Linked DNA regions of Mus musculus: regions 2, 3, 4, 5, 6 and 7 are each linked to region 1. A link is a contact called in public ChIA-PET, HiChIP or PLAC-seq, Micro-C and promoter capture Hi-C data. All regions are on one chromosome and are shown on one strand. Each heading gives the region's core, a stretch centred on a gene start, on an enhancer-like site or on the middle of the called end of the contact. The rest is flanking DNA. Distances are from core to core; before and after follow the strand shown.

What was found. Promoter capture Hi-C pulls out the DNA fragments that hold promoters and counts their contacts. Hi-C and Micro-C count contacts between places; a contact is called where the count stands out from the background. ChIA-PET counts read pairs in DNA pulled down with a chosen protein or histone mark. HiChIP or PLAC-seq counts read pairs in DNA pulled down with a chosen protein or histone mark.
Region 2: a contact with region 1 is called in a promoter capture Hi-C map of hippocampal neurons, with 5 times the contacts expected there. The contact joins the promoter of Micalcl here to the promoter of Btbd10 in region 1. A contact is called at or near these places in 6 of 39 promoter capture datasets (the 3T3-L1 cell line, 3T3-L1-derived adipocytes, embryonic stem cells and 2 more), 2 of 484 Hi-C or Micro-C datasets (the N1E-115 cell line and cortical neurons) and 1 of 115 datasets of contacts at active chromatin or transcription factors (astrocytes).
Region 3: a Micro-C map of embryonic stem cells shows a contact between it and region 1, with 7 times the contacts expected there. The contact joins the promoter of Parva here to the promoter of Btbd10 in region 1. A contact is called at or near these places in 3 of 39 promoter capture datasets (hippocampal neurons and liver), 1 of 484 Hi-C or Micro-C datasets (embryonic stem cells) and 1 of 9 other capture datasets (embryonic stem cells).
Region 4: a contact with region 1 is called in a promoter capture Hi-C map of pre-B cells, with 4 times the contacts expected there. The contact joins the promoter of Psma1 here to the promoter of Btbd10 in region 1. A contact is called at or near these places in 4 of 39 promoter capture datasets (the C10 cell line, embryonic stem cells, liver and 1 more), 1 of 484 Hi-C or Micro-C datasets (pro-B cells), 5 of 115 datasets of contacts at active chromatin or transcription factors (the 230-238 cell line, T-cell acute lymphoblastic leukemia, astrocytes and 2 more) and 1 of 9 other capture datasets (liver).
Region 5: a promoter capture Hi-C map of pre-B cells shows a contact between it and region 1, with 4 times the contacts expected there. The contact joins the promoter of Copb1 here to the promoter of Btbd10 in region 1. A contact is called at or near these places in 12 of 39 promoter capture datasets (the 3T3-L1 cell line, the C10 cell line, cranial neural crest and 8 more), 2 of 484 Hi-C or Micro-C datasets (B cells and embryonic stem cells) and 2 of 115 datasets of contacts at active chromatin or transcription factors (embryonic forebrain and forebrain).
Region 6: a contact with region 1 is called in an H3K27ac HiChIP or PLAC-seq map of T-cell acute lymphoblastic leukemia, with 15 times the contacts expected there. The contact joins the enhancer-like site here to the promoter of Btbd10 in region 1. A contact is called at or near these places in 8 of 39 promoter capture datasets (the 3T3-L1 cell line, the C10 cell line, cranial neural crest and 5 more), 6 of 484 Hi-C or Micro-C datasets (cerebellar granule neurons, cerebellum, cerebral cortex and 2 more), 3 of 115 datasets of contacts at active chromatin or transcription factors (T-cell acute lymphoblastic leukemia, astrocytes and embryonic basal ganglia) and 1 of 9 other capture datasets (adipose tissue).
Region 7: an RNA polymerase II ChIA-PET map of memory CD8 T cells shows a contact between it and region 1, with 14 read pairs. The contact joins the enhancer-like site here to the promoter of Btbd10 in region 1. A contact is called at or near these places in 3 of 39 promoter capture datasets (embryonic stem cells, hippocampal neurons and liver), 2 of 115 datasets of contacts at active chromatin or transcription factors (large pre-B cells and memory CD8 T cells) and 1 of 9 other capture datasets (embryonic stem cells).

What each region holds. Positions count from the first base shown.
Region 1 is chr7:113,367,862-113,370,762 of GRCm38.p6, forward strand. It overlaps Btbd10 (BTB (POZ) domain containing 10), which reads right to left and starts at 1,478. Exons shown (of 11, transcript NM_133700.2): 1 at 1,338-1,478; 2 at 1,011-1,097.
Region 2 is chr7:112,373,384-112,376,284 of GRCm38.p6, forward strand. Micalcl (MICAL C-terminal like) reads left to right here and starts at 1,474. Exons shown (of 10, transcript NM_001381862.1): 1 at 1,474-1,986; 2 at 2,632-2,706.
Region 3 is chr7:112,426,332-112,429,232 of GRCm38.p6, forward strand. It overlaps Parva (parvin, alpha), which reads left to right and starts at 1,375. Exons shown (of 13, transcript NM_020606.5): 1 at 1,375-1,769. The coding sequence starts at 1,634.
Region 4 is chr7:114,274,673-114,277,573 of GRCm38.p6, forward strand. It overlaps Psma1 (proteasome subunit alpha 1), which reads right to left and starts at 1,444. Exons shown (of 10, transcript NM_011965.2): 1 at 1,329-1,444. The coding sequence starts at 1,331.
Region 5 is chr7:114,253,278-114,256,178 of GRCm38.p6, forward strand. It overlaps Copb1 (coatomer protein complex, subunit beta 1), which reads right to left and starts at 1,403. Exons shown (of 22, transcript NM_033370.3): 1 at 1,329-1,403; 2 at 593-742. The coding sequence starts at 683.
Region 6 is chr7:114,209,435-114,212,335 of GRCm38.p6, forward strand. No RefSeq gene overlaps it. Among named protein-coding and RNA genes, the nearest start is that of Copb1, 44 kb to the right of the region's middle. Within about 2 kb of position 1,462, at least 20 of the 459 cell types and tissues checked have an H3K27ac peak or open chromatin away from gene starts, as enhancers often do. A contact at or near this core is called in T-cell acute lymphoblastic leukemia, where this site is marked.
Region 7 is chr7:114,170,424-114,173,324 of GRCm38.p6, forward strand. No RefSeq gene overlaps it. Among named protein-coding and RNA genes, the nearest start is that of Rras2, 54 kb to the left of the region's middle. Within about 2 kb of position 1,523, at least 142 of the 459 cell types and tissues checked have an H3K27ac peak or open chromatin away from gene starts, as enhancers often do. A contact at or near this core is called in embryonic stem cells and memory CD8 T cells, where this site is marked.

The sequences.
Region 1 (2,901 bases), core at 228-2,727:
TTGAATAGTGTGAAAAAATGTCTAACAAGCAAAACATCTCGCAGAACTTTCTGAACTCCGTTGCTCTGGGTCCTAACCACCCTCATGTTCCTGAAGCTTCCTTCTTACCTTTTCTCAACCCATAAGAATAAGCGCTGAGTACTAACCTCTGTGTTAGAAAAAACGATTAAGCCTAAAATCTCCAAAATTAACTGTCCTCGAAAACTATATTAACTCATCTTTACCTCCCATTTAGTAATTTTCCAAGTACTTTCTACTGCTTTCTGCTTAATATTCAGCATCAGTCCTTGGTTCAATGCCCACGGTTGAGTTCTAGATGGACTCTCCAGCGCAGAAACTTGTTCAGTCTTTACATTCACATGTCTTATTTTATCTTTCCATCCAATTTCTACAGTCTATTTCATTCAAAATTCATCCCTAAACCCCTCTCTAAAAAGTTTGGATCAAATTGGGCTGGTGGGGCAAGAGAAGAGTGGGAGGCAGGCAAGAACAGAAAGAAACCCAACTGCCAATCAATACACTGTACTGCTTCATTCAGATTGTTAGCTGAAATAAAAAGCGTGCAGACTCTTACATGGCTATAAAATAATTTCCTATACTAAATGCACAAAGTGGAAAACTTTTTTATAGCCTGGTCGTGGACTCCAAATACCAATAAGAGGCTAAGACTCAAAATTTTAAAGAGATAAAAAAAAAAAAAAAAAAAAAAAGACATGGGAACCCGGGAAAGACCGAGGTTAGGCACAGCACACTAACCCACATTGACAAACTAAGTGAAATCTCAGGTCCCCTCCAGCCCATACCCCAAAATCAGGGGTGTCAGAGGGCTTGTGACTCACAGAGAATAAATCTGAACCTTTTCTGGGCAAGTTAGAGTGGGAAACCAAGCTTTACCCTCGTTGAAACGGTTACAGAATAAAAGCACACAGCAGCACATCACAGGTGTCTCATCCTCCATCCAAAGGGCAACTCCCCCACCACCTTATCCCCAAACTGGGAGCCTTACTCACCGCCCTATTGTGATGCGCCTTCTTCGGTTTGTCGCCGCGGTGACCCAAAGATGACAGGAAAGGGGCGGGGCACTGGGTTACTCTGCCCTGGAAAGGAGGTGTGAGAAAATAGCTTTTTTTCCCCTGGGAAAAGGCCTCCAGACTCCTAACCCAAAAAGCAGCTCCCTTCCCCGCCTCTCCGGACCCGGTGCTCAAGCGGGCAGCCCCGAGCACCGCGCCCCACGCTCCTGGAGCCGCCGCCAGCCTCCCGGAGCCCGGTTCACAGCAGCTAGCCTCGCCCTCGGCTTCCACTACAAACCCAGCCGCCCGCACCCGGCCCGCTCCAACCTGCTGGCCCCTGAGACGTCCACCGAGGGTCTTGGGGAAGAGCTCCAAGAGAGAGCGACGCTCCGCTCCCTCCGCCCACTGAACCGGACCCCTCCGGTGCTAGGTGTGAGGCGGCCGCTCCACCGGCTGCGCCTACCAGAGCCGCCCCGGCAGGTTGCAGGCCGGCTCCTTAGCTGCTTCTCGCGAGACTTCGCATTAGGAAGAGGTGAGGCGAAGCGAGTTCTCGCGCGAAGGACGGAGCTCCTCCCACAGTAGGCGTGTCACCGGGGCACTGAGAGCCTGAGTAGTGTCTCCGCGGTCTCGGTTGGCAGTGCTGTCCCGTAGCTTCCCCGCGAGCGCTTCTCTGCGCGGTGAGCCAAGAGCAGTCTCAGGCCACCTCCACACCTCTGAGCACACCCTCACTCCACGCTTCCTGTCACCGTTAGGCAAAAGCCGGACGGCGTCTCCGGGCCAGTAAAAGCAGTGCCTGGGAGTCTTCTTCTAGGAGAGCGTTTCTGTCAGCAGGGCGAACGCCCGGGTCGCCTTCCTCCGCGGGGTCCGCGAGCTGGTACGGGCAGCACGAGGCGTTGGCAGGCGGTGGTCCGGAGGTCGCCGCTTCCCCGCGGCCGCCGCTTGGTTTGCAACGCTCTGCTTGGTTTGAAACCCTCTGTTGTTGGCGGGAACCGGTGCACCAGCTGACACGCCTGCGGTGGCGCCACCTCTGGGACGCGGAGAATCAGCTGAATGGGTTGAGTTTCTGGCGGGCAAAAGCTCGCCAAAGTAGCACTCCGGTGTCACCGAACCCACCGTGTGCCTGATGGGAGGCTCTAAAAGAGATGGAAAAGTGAGGAAGTCACCTCCCCGGCGCTCAAAACTCTCCCCTCCCGGGACTCAGACCCACAGAGGAACGGATAATCCTCTTTATGCTTGCTACAGAACATACTCCCCTTAGTGAGTGAGCTGTAGGAGCTGATCTGAGACAATCCTGTTGAGAACCCCTCAGTGCAGTTGCTCGCTCCTCTGGTCTTGGGATTGCGAAGGGTGGCAGAAGCTGAAAGATTGAGTTCCAGGTGTTTCTGGGCTAACGTGAGATCTCATCTCAAAAAGCAGCCCTCCACTAGGGAGTGGCATTTGAGTCCAATTTTAAAGATCAGTAGAAGTTCCCCCATTTTGAGAAGAGAGGGAAGGGCATAAACAAAACCCAATACATGTTTCAGTATTTTGGTAAGAAAACTGTTTTGTGAAAAGAACTTTGTTTAAAATCTAGTTACTGTAAGAAAAAATTCCTTGGGTCCCATATGTGATACCACGTGTTTTTCAAACCAACATTTATGCTAAGTAAATTATCATTTGAAGTGGAAAACTGGTAGCAGGCATACTTTCCTCCTGAAAATGCTTAAATATCAGAGACCAAAGGAAGACAAAGATTATTGTTACATAGTGTACACGTTTTTTTATAGCCAACATTCTACATTCTTGGAAATTGCTGAAAATCTTAAAAACATTGTAAAAAGAGCAAGCTAATGAGGCTTGAATATGAATAATGTTCAAAGAAACCTCAAGGAAACCCTCAACAATAGCAAAG
Region 2 (2,901 bases), core at 224-2,723, 990 kb before region 1:
CTGGGATGTTTTCAATGAGATTGTGTTTCCTAGTCATGTCAGATGCTACATCCATGAAGTCTCACCAACATGACTACCTAAACGGAAGCCGAGTTAGGACATCCACATGCCAACGTGGGTGGGGGGAAAGCCCATGTGGACTCAACCCTACACAAAGAACTGGAGTCAACTAAGGCGTGCTGAGAGGGGAAGAAAGAGTGGGAAGAACACAAGACCCCATTGCCCTGAAAACACACATACGAGTAATATACAAACAGAGCAGGTTATATTTAGGAATGTGTGTGTGTGTGTGTGTGTGTGTGTGTGTAACAACAATTATTGGGGGAAAACCGAGGCCATGAATTTGAAAGAGAGCAAGGACAGGAACATGGGACAGTCCAGAGGGCGGAAAGGGAAGGGAGAGATGATGTGCTTATATTATAATCTCAAAATTAGGAGACCAATGCTGCTGCTCACTTGGGCCCACAGGCTGATACAGAGCAAGGAAACCCGGCCTTTCTACCTGAATTTGCTTCTGTCTTTGTCCAAGCTTTGGGCCAGACTCCTGAGTGTCAATCACTTCAGAAGCGTCTGTGTTGAACTAAGTGATACCCGCCCCATCTCTCCCACCTGCCAAGGTTGAAGGCATAAAGAAGAGAGTGATCCTGGCTTACTTTTAGCCCTTATAGAGTCCTGTTCCAGGCCCCCAAAGAAGTCTACAGGTTTCCAGTCACTGTTCTAACCTACAGTCACTCCTTAGATTTCAGAGCAGCAGAGCATGGCAAACGGTCACGGTGATGAGATCGCACACAGCCCACCCCCAGCCTCCATGATCATGAGAAGGGCGTGGCCTGTTCTCTCAAGCACTAAGATGTTTCTTCTAGTCACTGTGCAGAGCCAGAACAAAACACTGATTAACCAGCCCCACCTGGACTTTGTTCTCTTGCCTCCTGACCCAGATCTTTGTCTATTAAACCCAGAGCTCACATCAGCACTCCAGAGATGGGCTCAAATGCTTGCTTTGTGGTGTTTAAAATACTTAACCTGCATTTTCACAATGGCGTCTGCTCACTTTCTCTGGGAAAAGCTTGACATATGGGTAAAACACCATGGCCAGGACAAACTTAGAAAAGGATGGATTTATTTGGGCTTACGGTTCCAGAGGGATGAGAGTCCAGCATGGCACGGAGGCCTGACAGCAGGCGGCAAGCAGCGGTGGCGGCCAGAGCAAGAAGCTGGGAGCTCACCTCTCCAATAGCAAACACAAAGCAGAAAGTGAACGGGAAGAAGGGTGAGGCTATACATTCTCCGAGTCCAGCCCTCTCAGTGCCCAAGCATTCAAATACCTGAGCCTCCTGGGACATGTCTCGACCCAAGCTTCACAGAACCCATGGAGCCGGGCCTCTGACCTAGGACTCTTATTATATTATGACCTCACTATGGTGAAACTATGCCTACGTGGCCTATTACCACCAGTGGGGCACTTGAGCCATCAGTTCCACTATCCCACTGAGGTTAAAGCAGAGACCCTAAGGAGCTGAAGGTTCTGGTCCTGAGAAAGGAAACCCAGGTAGTGGCTGGCATGGCAGTGCTCAAGTCAGCTCACAGGGGTGGGATCTCACAGGGGTGGGATCTCACAGGGGTGGGCTGATGTCTAAGTGAGGTGAGAGAACATTCACTGGAGAGGTGTTGGATCCAAAGAGTTCTGTGTTCGAACCTTCCCTGTTCATTCTCCCACACCCAGACCCCTCCTGGGGGTCTCTTCCTCCCCCATACCTCCCAGTTCTACCTTCTGCCCCTCACATGTGCGCTCACGCCCCTCCTTTCTCTATGATGGAAGCACGGGGGCCCGTGCCTGAGAGCCCTGCACAGGAACAGGATGCAGCTGGATGCCACATCTGTTCTGAGGTTCGGGGCGGCCAGTGCCTGTGCTCAAGGCCCAGCCAGGCAGAGGGGAAGCACACAGGGCCCTGCAAAAGTGCTTCCGCAGGAACCCAACTTCCAGGAGTCAGTTCTCACTTTCTACTTTATTGGGGCAGGGTCTCTCCTGATGTTTCTATTCTCCCATCTCACTGTAGGACTACCGCCATTACAGACACATGCCTCTACAGCCAGGTTACTTTTTGAGATTGGAATCTAATTACAACATTTCTCCTTTTCTTTCCCTCCCTCCAGACTCTCCTAGACAGTTCTCCCTCCTCTACTTGAAATCATGGCCTTTTTCCTTAATTGCTATTGCATGCATATATGTATTTGTATCATACAGATATATTTCTAAAAATAACCTGTCTTGTTTATATAGTGTTACTAGTATGTGTCTCCAGGCCTGACCAGTTAGCACTGGGCAACTCATTAATGTGCCCTTTCCTGGGGAAGGCTTTCCTTCCTGCTCCCAGCATTTCATCTGGGTTGCAGGGAATCAAACCATCTCCCCAGCCTCCTATATAATTATTTTATGGACGTGTGTATGAATGAGTGAGTGAGTAAATGAATGAATGAATTAATGAATAATGGGAGGGGGGTCAGAGAAGTACACTATGATAAGAAGTGTCTCCGCCCATCCTAAGCATCTTCCTGCTAACTTTTGGTGAGTAAGCCATGGGAGACAAATTCCTCCCCTACACAGCTAATGGTCTCTTACTCCCTCCTCAGCTCTGCAGCGGGCCCATAGCCTCCAGTCTCCAACTCCAAGCAAATACCAGAACTGGAGAAGAAGATTCCAGTCCAGTGAGTCATGGGCAGGGGGAGGGGTGGGGGAGGGCAGTCTCGCTCATTCCTTACATGGTATCTTCTCTGGCCTAGCCTGGAATCCAAGGGCAAGGAAAACTGTTAGCTTGACTTGATTTCCACTGCTGGCTGTAATCATTGCCGAGGGATTTGGGAACTCTCCATTCCTCTCCCTCTACTCGGAAATCCCAGCAC
Region 3 (2,901 bases), core at 125-2,624, 940 kb before region 1:
TGACTTCCCTCCGTGATGGACTGCTACCTTACAGGTAAAATAAACCCTCTCCTCTCTAGGTTGCTTCCGGTTCTGGGATTTATCAGAACAATAGGAAGGAAGTTAAGACACACATTCTCATCACCAACATGCATGTCACTCATCAACACGTGCCTCTGGCTGAGAACAGACACTGCTGCCTAGCTGGGCACTAGATCACAACCTAGTGCCCAACTGCTGGACCGATTTCTCCAGCTCAGTTCAAAATCTTGCTCCCTCTGAGTCAGAGGTTCAGTCAGATTCCATCAGTGTGTGTAGTGTACATGTGGAAAGCCCTCCTCAGAGCAAGACAGCCACCATCTTCATCTAAGCAGATGTGAGAACTTGCGACCTCCCTTCCCACTCGACTCCTGACCTAGAGACCGACCCTGTTTATTGATGTTCCCTTATAGAAGGATGGAGCAGGGACAGTCACTGAATTTTCATCTCAATTCTGGCCACTCCCTCTTGTAACCCTACTAGGTCATTCTGTCCTAATTCCACGTGGTCACTGGAGGTGTTAGAGTAGTAGTCTGTTGAAGATTAGCTGAAGGGGATTCCATTTAGACAGTTAGGGGAAGTCATCCGCCCTGGGGTAGAAATTTGCAGTAGTGCAGCTGCTTTGGGGCCCGCCCACATTCCTGTAGGTGACTCCTTCCCCAGGCTCTGTAAGTCTGATAAACTCATTGGATCCCAAGCTTGATTTCAGGGAAAAGGTAATTTGGTGGTGGTGCTCTGGGAAGGAGACATAGATATTTGTTTATGCCCCATCACGGAAAGAGCTGTGGAAACAGTTATGTAACTCTTCCCGCTGGTGTATGACCAAGGTATCCTGAAAGAATGGGAAAGAGATGGTCAAGCCACAACTTAGGACGAAGAAGCACAGTAAAAGTACGCAGGACTCCTAAACATCTCCAGCATGAATCTTTAAAACTGCCTGGTGTGACTCCAGCGTCAGGTCAAGAGAGTCTGGAACTAATTCTATTGCTCTTGGCTAGATAGATGAGCGTCTGCCGTCGTGGACTTCCAGCTTTGTTTGAGTGTGGACAGGAGAAGGTGGAAGTCCGCAGATTCATGCAGAAGTTGAACGGGAAGTCTGTTGGGACCAGAGCCCATTTTAGATCCTTGACTTCTTTGTGAGACAAAAGTACTAACAGTATAGGAACCCATCCATGCAGGAGGTAGAGCAAGAGACCGCAGCAGCTGGGAAATAGGGTCACAGGGCTGATTCCCTGCGGATTCTGACGCGTGTGTGTGTGTGTGTGTGTGTGTGTGTGTGTGTGTGTGTGTGTATGCAAAGCAGAGAAGTGAAGGCTTCCAAGCTCCAGATAAGACCTCACGTCCCCCTAGCATGCACTTGCCCCTGCGTCTATAGCCCCCAGCAAGCGGCAAGCCAGGGCATCCTCGTAGCCAGGGCAGCCCTGGGCACGGGGGCCCCAGGCGCAGCAGCTCCTCGCAGGGCGGAGGGCGGCGCGAGGGAGGGAGCGAGGGACGGGAAAGGCGAGCGAGCTGCCTCAAATGCCTGGAATAATTCCGCTTCCGTTTGGAAAGCCGCAGCCTCAGTCCCGCCGCCGCCCGCCGCGGCCGCCCAGCTCCAGCTCCGCGTCCAGCCGCCATGGCCACATCCCCACAGAAGTCGCCCTTGGTCCCCAAATCACCCACTCCCAAGTCGCCTCCGTCCCGCAAGAAGGATGACTCGTTCTTGGGGAAACTCGGAGGGACGCTGGCCCGGAGGAAGAAAGCCAAAGAAGGTAGGAACAGCCGAGGCCGTGGGCGCTGCAGGGATCGGGAGCCTGGAAGTGGGAGACCCCCCTGGCAGTGCCTGGGCGCGCCTCTCAGTGTCCCCATGTCGCCTCCAAAGCCCTAACCGGGTCGGTGTCATCTCTGGTCCACAGGCGGAGCCCAGGCTTTGGGTGGCTGTTGTCCCAGAGCCCAGGCCCAGCCGGTCCCCTGTGCTCTCCCCTAGGCCGCTGTCCCCGCCCTCTGCGCGCCCGAGGACTGGCATTTGCCAAGTTTCTGCTGGAAAGTTTTCTCGGGCGCCGTCATTCCCCGCTCTCAGCCTTCATTGGTCTGTTGCGCCGTCGTTTCCTGGGCGCCTTCAGGTCTTTTGCTGCAGCTGCAATGGCCTCCTTGGATCTCTCGCGGGCTCCCTGGACTTGTGTGGACTTTGATGATCTGTATAAAATGTTAGTTGACTGACTGAGAGAAGAACGTGCCGAAGTTGGGGGGGGGGGGATTGAGGAATGGTGAGATAAACTCACTACACCTAAGGACTGTGACCCTGCTGTGAACCTGGACATTCCATTCCAAGTTTTATTTAAAGAAAAAGAAAAGATTTCTTTTTCCCACCACAGTGAATTGCAGCAATCTCATTTTTTGTTTCCAGAATAGTTTCTGTGGAAAGTACTTTTTCCCCCGTAGGCAGAATTTACAACTCACATTTGGGCGTAGGAAATGCAGTGATGATTCTAAAAATCAATGTGGCGATAGGTGTGTGAATAAAAAGGGGTTTAAAATGTTTTCCTCTTTGGCATGGCTGGGATTGGATTTAGAGGGCCTTAGGTCTACTGCGTGAGCACCGCGGTCTTATTCTTTCTCTTTTGAGACTCTTTAGCCTTGTGCTTAGTCTTGTGTAGCCCAGGCAGAACTTTGTGGTCCTCCTGCCTCGGCTTCCAAAGTATTTGGGATTACAGGCCTGCCCAGCTTGGTGTTAATTGATTGTTCTTTTCTGTGGTACTGGGGGTTGATCTTAGGGACTCTGATGTTAAGCAAGTGTTTTACCGACACGGTGTTTCTAGCCCAAGTCTCCAGATCATTTCAGGAGTTTACTTTAGTAGGTCTGAGGTGATGAACTAGGAAATGTCTCATGTTCTTAGTCTCCTG
Region 4 (2,901 bases), core at 194-2,693, 910 kb after region 1:
TCCTGCCATTCTCCACAGCACTCCCCTTGGGTAGTCAAGTGCTAAAGAATGCACACACCAACTTTCCCTCCACTTTGCTCATACTGTTCTCTACACAGGGCTCTAATAATCTGGCAAAGGCCTTTTCTGTACATTGACTCAAATGTCTATCTTTGAAGGTTTCTTCTTTTCTCCGAAAATTCTCAGCACAATATTCCAACAGAGCTTGAAGGTTTCTTCTTTTCTCTGAAAATTCTCAGCACAATATTCCAGCAGAGCTTTGAGATACAGGTTTCATGAAGCCCAGTCTGGCTTTTTCCTATATACCTGGGAAAATGATCTTGAAGTCCTGTCTCAACCTACCAAGTGCTCAGATTACAGGTGTCTGCTATCATGACCAACTATACATATTTTTTTCTTCTTTTCTTCCTTCCTTTTTTTTTTTTTTTTTTTTTTTTTTGGTGTCGGTCTCTACACTATGGATGTCCTGGAACTTTGACTTAGGCTTGCCTCAAACTCACAGAATTCTGCCTCTCTGCTTCCTAAGTGCTGGGATTAAACTCGTGTACCATAACACCTTCCAACATACCTTTTTTATCTTTATAGTATGAATAAAGTTATGTTTGGTTTAACTTTGAGCTCTCTACCTGCACCCTGTCACTGGATGAATTAACATATACACAAATCCTCAGTAAAGAGGTGGGCACAAATTGCTACCGTGGCAGACCCACTACAGCCATAATGTCATTACTAAAGCAAGTGTATCGGCTCTTAGGAGAATACTCATAATGGCAAAAAAGGCAAGAGTTCGCATGGCAGACTCCACAGAAGCAGCTCAGGGCCCTGTGCTGTAAACCTGAATCCATTACTTCCCCTTTTAGAACAAAGTGACTGTATGGAGTCTTTCCCGACGGCATTCTAATGAGACAGATTAAGACAGACCCACAAGGAAGATGAATTTGGTCTAAAGACCTGACTGCAGGCTCAGGTCTGCGCAGGCGATGCCAGGTGCACCCCTCCATTCCTATAGCCTTCCTCCTATGCAGATGACAAAGGACCATAGGGCATCTTGAAATCGGCCACCTAAGTAAATTGAGAGGGGAGGGCCTCTGGCTGGGCGAGGGAGAGCGCCTGGACCCCACGTAAGGTGGAGAAGCTGAGCGAAAGGCCGCCCAGGTTACTGATCGTTTCCCGCCGGCCAGGCCGCAGATGCTGAATCACTGTAGGAGACTGTCCGTGAGGTAAGCTCCCTCTCCCACCGCCCCACGCCCCAGGGAACAGAGGCCGATCCCCGACCACGTCAGTGTACCTCAGCCCCAAACCCTTCGAGGACTCGGGGCTCAACACACCATAGCTCCGGCGCAGCGACAACCTGACCCAGCAGCGGACACAGGAACACGGCCCCAACTACGGTTCGGTGATCGTCAAAGAAGCCTGCGGAGTCTTGACGGCGGCGACGCAGGAAGTGCAATCTATCCCAGAGCCACGGATCGGCGTCTAACGCTGCCCCGCCCTCCAGCCTTAAGTGGGCGGGGCCTGCGAAAGCTGAGAACGTGGGATTGGCAGGAAGCTCCGGGGTGGGAAAGCCAATGCGCAGAGAAAGCGGGGGGCGTGGCTTCACGTCACGCCCAGAGTTTCCTTGCTTTTTTTTTTTTTAATCCCCAAGTGGATTGCAGATTCCCGCCAACTCTCGGTCCTCTCAGTTGAACGTCGCCACCTAGCTCGGGATGGTGCGGTGGTCCCTCATAGATCTGTCACAGTGCACAGAGAGGTTTGGGAAACAGCGTGTCTGAAAGAGGCTGCAGAAAAAAAAAAAAAAAAAACAAGTGTGTGTGTGTGTGTGTGTGTGTGTGTGTGTGTTCATATTCCTGGCCTGAGATGCTTGAGTACTTGGAGAGCCCATCCTTAAAGGCTCCATGGTCTCGCATGATCGTGATACTTATGATCATTAGTTGCTATTGTAGGACCTGGTTTCTGTCCTGGCACTTGATCTTCTGCTGTCCACAACCAAATACCGTATCTGGTAGATTAGGCCACTAGGGGGAAGGTGCGAGTTTTCTTACGAGTTTTAAAAGAGTATGTTTTGGTTTAATCCCCAAATGAAATCAAGACTGCTAATTCTGTTGAATAACGTGTACCCAGAGTCAGGTAAGGATCTTTAAGGATCTGAACTTTGATGGCGGAGTAACACATCATTTAAATGTCTATGTTCACAGTAATTAGTATCACATTCTAAATATTTTCATGTCTGTATATATATGTACATTTTTTGTTTTTACATTTGTTTTGTGTGTGTGTCTGTGTCCCTGCATACCCTTTTTTGGGAGTCTGAAGACAACTTGAAGTTGGTGGTTCTCTCCTTGCGCCACGTGGATTCTGGGATTGAACTCAGGTTCACAGCTTGGCAGCTAATATAGCAATCCTCTGAACCATCATGCTTTTTGCTTTTCTTTTTCTCATCTCTCTCTGGGTTTGCACCCTCCCTCCCTCGTTTATATGCTCTCAACAGTTAATTAGATTGCTTTGTTCTTTAAATTCACCAACACTGGCTCTTGTTATTTTTAAAAATTTCTGACTTTAAATTGATAGATAGTGCTGTTTTGTTTTCGCAGCACCAGCACGGTGCCTAGCACATATTAGGTACATAATTTGTATTGCTGAATGAACAATGGATTTGGAATGAATGGGAAAATTAAATGCTCATTTAAAAATGGTTGTGGAACTGCAGAGTGCTGTCTACAACCTTCTGCAACTCTAGGGAATCGGACCTCTTCCGGCTACCGTGACGCTTGTGCATACATGTTGTACTTCTTTTTTTTTTTTTAAATATTTTTTATTAGGTATTTTCCTCATTTACATTTCCAATGCTATCCCAAAAGGCCCCCATACCCTCCCCCCCCCCCCCACTCCCCTACTCACCCA
Region 5 (2,901 bases), core at 153-2,652, 890 kb after region 1:
CAGGTGAAAGGAGGTTGAGAGTAGAAACATTTTATGAAGTATTAACTTACATCATCAGAGAAGTTGAAAGTAAAAGGTGAATAGTGGCCTGCACCTGTAACCCTTGGAGGCTGAACTAAGACCTGACATAAGTTGGAGGCTGCCCTGGCCTATTAGTGAGTTCCAGGCTGACCTAGGGAAAGAGTAAGGCTTTATTTAAGAAGGAAAAAGGAAAACAAAAAGAAAAAAAAAGGACCGTGGCTCACAGAGCCTAGGAGAGTAAGAAGGAAGGAAGGCTGGGAGAGGCGGATTGGTCAATGGCTGCTGAGTACAAGATAAAAAAGTTCAGGTATGACACTGTATACTACAATTAATAACTATATACTGTATATATATTTTTAAAATCTCAAAAAAATAAAAAAATCTCTATGAAAGAATGTGAAATGTTTTCACTATGAAGAAAAGATGAATGTTTGAGATAATTATATTTGACAGGATTTAAATATCAGACCATATAGATATGTATTAAAAAACACCATATTAATTTGTCCATCTTTTACGTTTTTAATCTATCAATTAAAATAATTCCTATTTGAGTTAAGAAACTATTTACCCAGGTCATTTTTTAAGCTGATTTCCGAAGGGGGTTCTGAATCCATTGGCACGTTAATTAACGTATAGCACACGTTCTCGGCTGCCGTCATGGTTTCTGTTTATAATCAACCCAATACAAGATGAAAAGGACGAAAGGTGCCAGGAAAATCTACAAAAATGAATACAAACATCATTAGAAAAAAAAAAAAAAAAGGGAGACAAATTCCGCAAATCAGTCGTGATCTTCTAAACTGCCTGAAGTTCTTCGCGTGTGACTTCGGACGACCTGTAGAGCTCTCCCCACCTTCTCCTTCCGTGAACTCTAGTGACAATCACTCAGTCCCCGTACCCGTCCACTCCCCGACCCAGGGTGTGCAAAGCTGTGGAGTCGAGGTCCACACCACAGTGACAACCCGGAGCACCACGTCACGGGGCCGTGATTGCCAACCTAACACAGTCGGATCTGCTCCAGGAGGGCGGCCCGCGAGCGAAGACGCTGCAGAACCTTGGGACTCCTCGGCTGTGGCGGGTCCCCCGTGGGAATCCCGGCCGCCCCTCACCGGCCTCTGTCTATGCAGGGTCAGGCCTCAGGCGGCGCAGACCCCTGTCCCACCGCCCAGGGGACCGCGGCCCAGCTCCCCGCCCCCACCGCCCGTCGCCGCGGCCTAGTCAAGCGCCCGGCATCTCCCCATCCGGTGGCTCGCTGACCCCGCGCGACCGCCGCAACCCCGCGGCTCGGGGGCCCAGGTCGCTACCTGGCTCCGAGGGGCGGAGGCCGGGAGGGAACCGTGGGACCGCCGACTACCGGTCCGGACAGCCGCTGCCGCGACGGCTCCACCAAGTCCTTGGCTGACGTGGAAGGGGGCGGGGAGACCAGCAAGGATGCAGCTACAGAGCCTGTACGGAGACCCAGAAAGGACAAGCCTCTTCCGCCCTGAGCTGCGCCCTGGAAGTGTGTTGTCTTCTTCCTCTCTCAGAGTTGGTTTCTGCAGCAGTGTAAACAAGTATTTTAGTTTTCCCAGCGAGTTGGGAGCTGACTTAAGCGCTGTGGTCAGTTAGCAGTTCCTTAGGAATTGTCTTCCCAGGAACTAAACTGTACAAAAGAGAAACAGAAAAGTCCTGCAGACTTTCTTCTTCCTTTCACTTATAAACTGGAAACAACCAATTCTTAGGCAGATGATTTCAGAGACCTTAATAAGATGACTAGGTTATATGAAAATACACTTGAGGGCTTAACACCTCTGGTGACCTGAATCTGACTTTATTCAGTTAACTGGAGTTATTGGAGTATCAGAAGTTGTCTGACAACTATCATTTCTACTCTTTATTTAAGAATGGTCTCGGCCAGTCAGTGGTGGCACATGCCTTTAATCCCAGCACTTAGGAGGCAGAGGCAGGCAGATTTCTGAGATGGAGGCCAGCCTGGTCTACGAGTGAGTTCCAAGACAGCCAGGGCTAAAACCAGAAAACAAAATAACAACAGAAGAACAAACAAAAAAAAGAATGGCCTCTTGCTATTCTTTCAAAGCATCCAATACATTAAAAAATTTAAGTATGATTGCCAGACTGGTCTTGAAAGGTGATCTTCAGTTTCTGAGGAGTTGGGATTACAACATGGATACACATACTGTGTATACAAAACCTGCTAACCTCACTTGCAGGATACAGAATACAAACTGTTTTCTCATTTACCTGGAATGCAGCTATTCTAACAATTCTCTTTTCTGGAAACATTGGGTTTAAAAAACAAATCCCCACCACTCAAAATATACCAGAGGCTACATATTTCCAGCACAGAGAACAGCTACCTCTCGGAATTTTGATTTTAGTCTTACTGCCCAGGCTGGCCAACTCCCAATCTACTCCTCTCCTGCCTTAGCCTCCCAAGTGCTGGGATTACAAACAAGCGCTATCATTTCTACTCTTTATTTAAGAATGGTCTCGGCCGGGCTGGTGAGATGGCTCAGTGGGTAAGAGCACCCGACTGCTCTTCCAAAGGTCCAGAGTTCAAATCCCAGCAACCACATGGTGGCTCACAACCATCCGTAATGAGATCTGACTCCCTCTTCTGGAGTGTGTGAAGACAGCTACAGTGTATTTACATAAAATAATAAATAAATCTTTAAAAAAAAAAAAAAAGAATGGTCTCGGCCAGTCAGCGGTGGTACAACATGCCTTTAATCCCAGCACTTAGGAGGGAGAGGCAGGCAGATTTCTGAGATGGAGGCCAGCCTGGTCTACAGAGTGAGTTCCAGGACAGCCAGGGCTAAAACCAGAAAACAAAATAACAACAAAAGAACAAACAAAAAAAAAAGAATGGCCTCTTGC
Region 6 (2,901 bases), core at 212-2,711, 840 kb after region 1:
TCAAAACAAACAACAAAACAAACTACAAGAATACTGAAGAAGGAAACATAGAATTTAGAATTTGATGAATGGGAAAGCAGAATTAAGGTTTCTAGCAAAGTGACACAGAACACAGCAGAAGATTTAGGGTGTGACATATATTTCTTCAGTGCTGGGACTGAGCCCATACCTGTCACATGTTAGGCAAGAGGTCTCCCACTGAGCTGCACCCCTCCCCCCCATTTCATGTTAAGGAGATAATGGTAAAATACAAGGCTTTTGGTGGGGGGTATGGATTTTTTTTTTAAGCTAGACACTCCAGAAGTGAATTAGCTAAACTGTTTCATTTTATAGATAACAAGACAGGTCCAGGCATTATTTTCAGAAAGCTACTTAGAGAGTTGGGATTAGCCTTGTTCACGACTGTCAGTCCACCAAGCTGCTATCTACTGTACATCCTACTGGCCTTACTTTTATTTCAGATACAAGCACTGGAGTGTTCTTAGAACCCTACATAGCATGTAGAACCTCAGGTAAAACACATGAATCCTGCCTGCACTCTTGTCACTCACTGCATGGCACAAGTCCCAATCAAAGATGCGCTGCTACTGCTAGATGGAGAACACAGGGAGGATGTGGTCAGATGATCAGAAATCCCTAGACAGCACTCTGCTACTGTAACTGATACATGTTTTTAAAGGACCAGTCATGTGACTGTCATTCTCCAAGTAATCAAGCCTACCTATTAGAGACCATCCTTAGGAATATGGGTAGATAGCCACAACTGAGACAACTTGATAAGTGAAGGGTCAAGAACTTTATGAAAACAACACAAGACAGTTGAGGCGCAGTGATATCTCAAAAACGTCTCAAGAAAAGAAAACTTCTTCTAAGTAAAAAACACCAAAAAGCACACAAGTAGAATATAAAACAAGGAACTAAATTCTGAGGGAGGCAAAATAATTGGATTGGTTTTCCTCTTTTTGTAAGAAGGGTGAATGGGGACGAAAGGAATGCACATTTACTGGTGAATGTTTACTATAATACCAAGTGTGGTACTATAAATGTATTATATCACGGCATCAACTCTGGAAAGTAGATACAAGAACCCTCACATACAAGGCGAGGGATAAGGCACAAGAACAGGTAGAAGTGATAATGAGATTAACTACAAGATACCCTGGTTTTATATCTGGGCTCATCTCTTTTAAGCCTTAAGTAACTTAACCTCTTCTAAGACTGTAGCCATAATCTGCAAATGATGACAGCAGTTTCCCCTCACAGGGTCATTATGAGGACTATAGATGTCATGGGAAAAAGCACTCAGCGTTGCACCTGGCACAGATAAAATACTTAGTAGCTGGAGTTTATTTTACTTACTTTGTGCTGGAGATCAAAGGTCCCGGCATGGCATGCTAGGCAGGTGCTCTACCACTTAGCTATATGCCAAGCCACAAGGTTAGTACTTCAGGATTGTTTAAGATCATACAGCAAGTGCGTGGCAGACAAGGTTTTTTATGTAGCAGCAAACTCACTGAACCACACTGCTGTACCACATTGTTCTTTTTAGCTCCTGAGATCTGGAGGAAGACAGAGCTTTGAGAGAACGCAAACACTAGTGATGTACTGCCATTCTAGAGAGGGCCAGAAGGTGATCAGTTAGTTTGACCAGCCATACTATAACTTTAGTGCAACCCTTTACTTGGTGGGTGGTACTAGGAATTAAACCCAGGACCTTCACATATACTACTATCATTGAGTTACATCTCTAGCCCTTTTAACCAATTTCCCTTTAACCCTTTTTATCCTTTGTATCACCTGTTTATAAAGTACATTTCTATTATAACCTCCTCTTCTAATTACCATCTTATCTCTATTTCTCCTCAGTGGGTACATGACTAAGACAATAATTGTCTCTTCTCTAGAATCCATCAATAGCCAAAAACTCAGAAAGGAGGGGTAGTGTCCTATTAACACCTCTCTGACTCATTGTTTGCTGATACGTCCAGTCTTGTGTGGGTTCACTACAGGTGGCTATAGCTGCTGTGATGTCATGACTTGTGGGGAATTGCAGGCTGGTCTCCAGTCGAGCTGAGGTCTGAACCCCGATGGTCATAATTCACCTTCATGACACGGTAGGCGTTCCCTCATGCTCCTGGAACTCTGGCCCCTGCCTAAGTTACCAGCTCCCACAGCCCCCACAAGAGAAGCATGGTCAGTAGTCACATAGACAATGGCCCAAGCTTCTGACCTTCAGGCTAAACTCCTCTCCAGTTACCTAGCAACAGTGAAGACCATAAAAAGGGGTGTTCAGCCCCCACCTCGCTCTCTTACTCTTATGCTCTCTCTCGCTCCTTTGTCCCCTTACCTCCCACTTCTCTCCTCTTCCCTTTCTCTGTCTTCTTCTTTCCTCTCCTTTCTTCCTCTTTCTCTGTAGCCTTCTCTATTTCCACCTCTTTCTCCCTGCATTTCTATAATAAAGCTCTTAAACCATAGAGTCTCTGCTCCATCTAGATTCACTATACCACTCTTGCCAGTGTTGGGAACCTCTTCACTATTCCCTCTCTCCTATAGCCCTGGGGCGACAGGGTGTCGCCTCGGGGGCTGCCCCTTTTCCAATCCCCCTGCCAGATGGGTCAGAGGCTTGCGTGCCCACCTGGGGCCAAGTGGAAAGCATCCCGGCAGCCCCTCAATGTTTGTCTCTGCCTGCCCAGAGCACAGGAACGTTTGGTCCCTTTTCCCTTCCCCTTCTTCCCCAGGGCCTCCCCTGCCCCAACTTTTTTTGTTCCCAACAATGACTGGCTATGTTGTGTTCAGATATAGCATTTCACAGCCCTTCTCCTGATTTCCAGGCTCTTAGTCTTTCTATCATTCTCCAAGATGTTCCCTTAGCCTTAGAGGAAGTGGTAAGATTTTTCTGTT
Region 7 (2,901 bases), core at 273-2,772, 800 kb after region 1:
TATTTTCAATCAAGCATAGTGACACATGCCTGTAACCCTAACATTAGAGAGGATGAGGCAGGAGGACTGCTGTGAGTTCAAAGCCAGCCTGGGTAGGCTACACAGTACCTGGGCTACTCAACAAGACCCTTTCTCAAAATAAAATCATATTATTTCTTACCTTTCTCCTTTCTCTCATTTCTTCTGTCTATCTTACTATGTAGCCTGGTATAGCCTCCTTCACTCCCCATGTCTATTTTGCTATGTAGCATGGGATAGCCTCCTCTGGCTTGTCATCTTCTTCTGGTGCTGGGATGAACGGCACCACCCTTGGCTGACCCTTTTATAACATTGTCTTCTTTCAGTTCGTGCTGCATCGCTTTCTTTGTTTAAGTTTCTATTTTATGTTGTTTATTAAAGCGTTACTATTTTCTTCATAAAGATAAAGCATGTATCTTTTATTGAATTTCTTTCTAGATATATGAAATTGTGTTGTTTTTGTGAAGGATCTCTTCTTAAAATTACATTACAGTAGAAAATGTTTATGAGCCCGTTTTTATCTCTAATATTATTTATTACCACTCTCCTACCCCCAGAGTCTTACAGGCATCAGGGAGTGGACAAAGGCCGGCGGTACTGAATGGTGATGTTATTTTTGAAATAATGAAAAGTACTGAAGAGGGATCATAAGGGAGCAGTAAAGCATTCTTTAGTGTTGGTGTTGCAGTAGAAACCTTAAATCCACTTTACAATCGTCCTAGACTCCGTGGCTTCCACTCTAGGGAACACTGGTCTGTTCAATTTCACCACCACATTGACATGCCTTTTGGATTATCAGTTGTTTTGGCTAACCCTTGGGCCTGTCTTTAGTTTGGGAGGTGAAGGACAAATGATAAACTAGGAATGGATAAGGAAGAGGTGGAGGATCCCAGCGCCTGGGTTTGCTGAGCCTCCCCCCAACCCACGCACTCAGAGCTGCCCTTCCTGCTCCTGTGAGTATCTGAGGCACACCTGTAGGAGTCCCCAGGGCCAAGCCCTGTCCTGGAGAGGGCACCGCACTGAGAGGGGGGTGGGGTGGGGTGGGGTAAAAGCCTCCTGCTTTCCTCCACAGAGGACCAGGCTGTGGGTGTGAAGCAGGAAATGGGGGCTTCTGAGAACTGCTGAGCGTTCCTGGAAGCCTGTAAGAGCTGAGACATCTGGCCTCTGAAGCTCATTCTCTGGTGGCATTTGGGGCCTGGAGGACAGAGGCCCCTCTGGGAGCACATGCTCACTAGCTGCAAACTCTCAGGCCTCACAGGATGTTGATGGTGAATGGGAGAAGGAGACTTTTAGCCCTTCCAGTCTCCCTCCACTGTGGCCTGGTCCTTGCAGGCAGTCTTTGTAGCCTTTGCCTGTCAAACCGAGGTATGTCTTCTGGGAAGGTCGAAACATTTTCAAGGCTCCTCCTTGTCTGAGAAACCCTTGAACTGAAAAGGACAGGAAGCCACAGGCTACTGGATGTGCGGAGCCTACCTAGGGTTACCCCACCTCAGAGGGGAATGCAGCAGGTCTGAGTCATCCGAGATGCCTAACAAATAACACATTCTTCCATGCTCGCCCATCAAAGAGAGGTGGAGGGCAGCTTAATACCCAGAAGAGGGGTGTGTGCCTCTGCCATGTTTCTAAGATAGCCTCTCAGACTGTGAAACCCACACTACTGTGTCACATAATCCCTCCCTTTTTTCTTGAGTGCGTACATGATGAGTATAATATATAATCCAGTATGGACTTAAATATTTTATTATTCTGTGTGTGCATTATGGGTGTGTACAGCGTGCATGTGTGCGAATGAGCACACATGCCATGGCTTATGTTTGAAGGACAGAGAACTTGGTAGAGAGACTCAACTCTCTCCTTCCATCTTTATACAAATTCTGGGGGTCAGACTCAGGTCACCAGGTTTGTGTGTCAGTCAACAAGGGCCTTTGCCTGCTGAGCCATTTAGCCAGCCCCATAATAATTATAATATTTTCTTCTTGTTGTGATCTTTTGTTTGTTTGTGTTTCAGACAGGGTTTCTCTACAGCCCTATCTGTCCTAGAACTCAGTTTATAGACCAGACTGACTGAATTCACAGAGATCCCTCTGCCTCTGCCTTCCAAGTACTGAGATTAAAGTCAGGCACCATCCTGTCCAGCATAATATATATTTTATATGCTGAATTGAGTGTGGCATTGCCCATTACAGTAACAAATTCCCAAACAGATAGACTCAACTGGATTCTCTCTGTCACATTCAGCTGAGTTGCTTGACAGTTGGCTCTTTCTTTCCTCAGTGATTCATAGATCCCGAGTCCTTTCATCCTGTGGTTCTATTGTCCCCTAGGGCTTCAGCAGGCAGAAGGAGAAAGACACTGTAGAGCAGTCATGCTCAGTTCCTGAAAGCTCTGACCCAGAAACGATACACATTTCTGCTTACACTCCACAGGCAGAACTATATACACCATCACACCTGGATGTAAGAGAGCTGATAATGTCAATCATGCTGAGTAGCTACTTCCTGGAAGTAGCCTGTATCACAGCAGGAGTGGGCGCGGGTTGTCAAGCCATATATGCAGTGTAAGGTCTGTCTATGGTGCTTGTGTTCTGAGCACGGGTGGAGAAAAATCACAAGCAATTTTCACTTGAAACTCATAATACTGTGTAGATTCCAATTTGCTTTGTAAGTCGGAGAGGGCCAATAGGGATGGTTCATGATAAAAAATAGGACAAGAACATTGTTGTCATTTGTTGTTTGTCTCTTTATAGACCCCGCTGTCCTGGAACTCACTCTGTAGACCAGGCTGGCCTCAAACTCACAGAAATCCACCTTCCTCTGCCTCCTGAGAGCTGGGATTAGAGGTGTGTGCCACCAGGCCCCACTGTCCTCATTTTCATCATTAGTG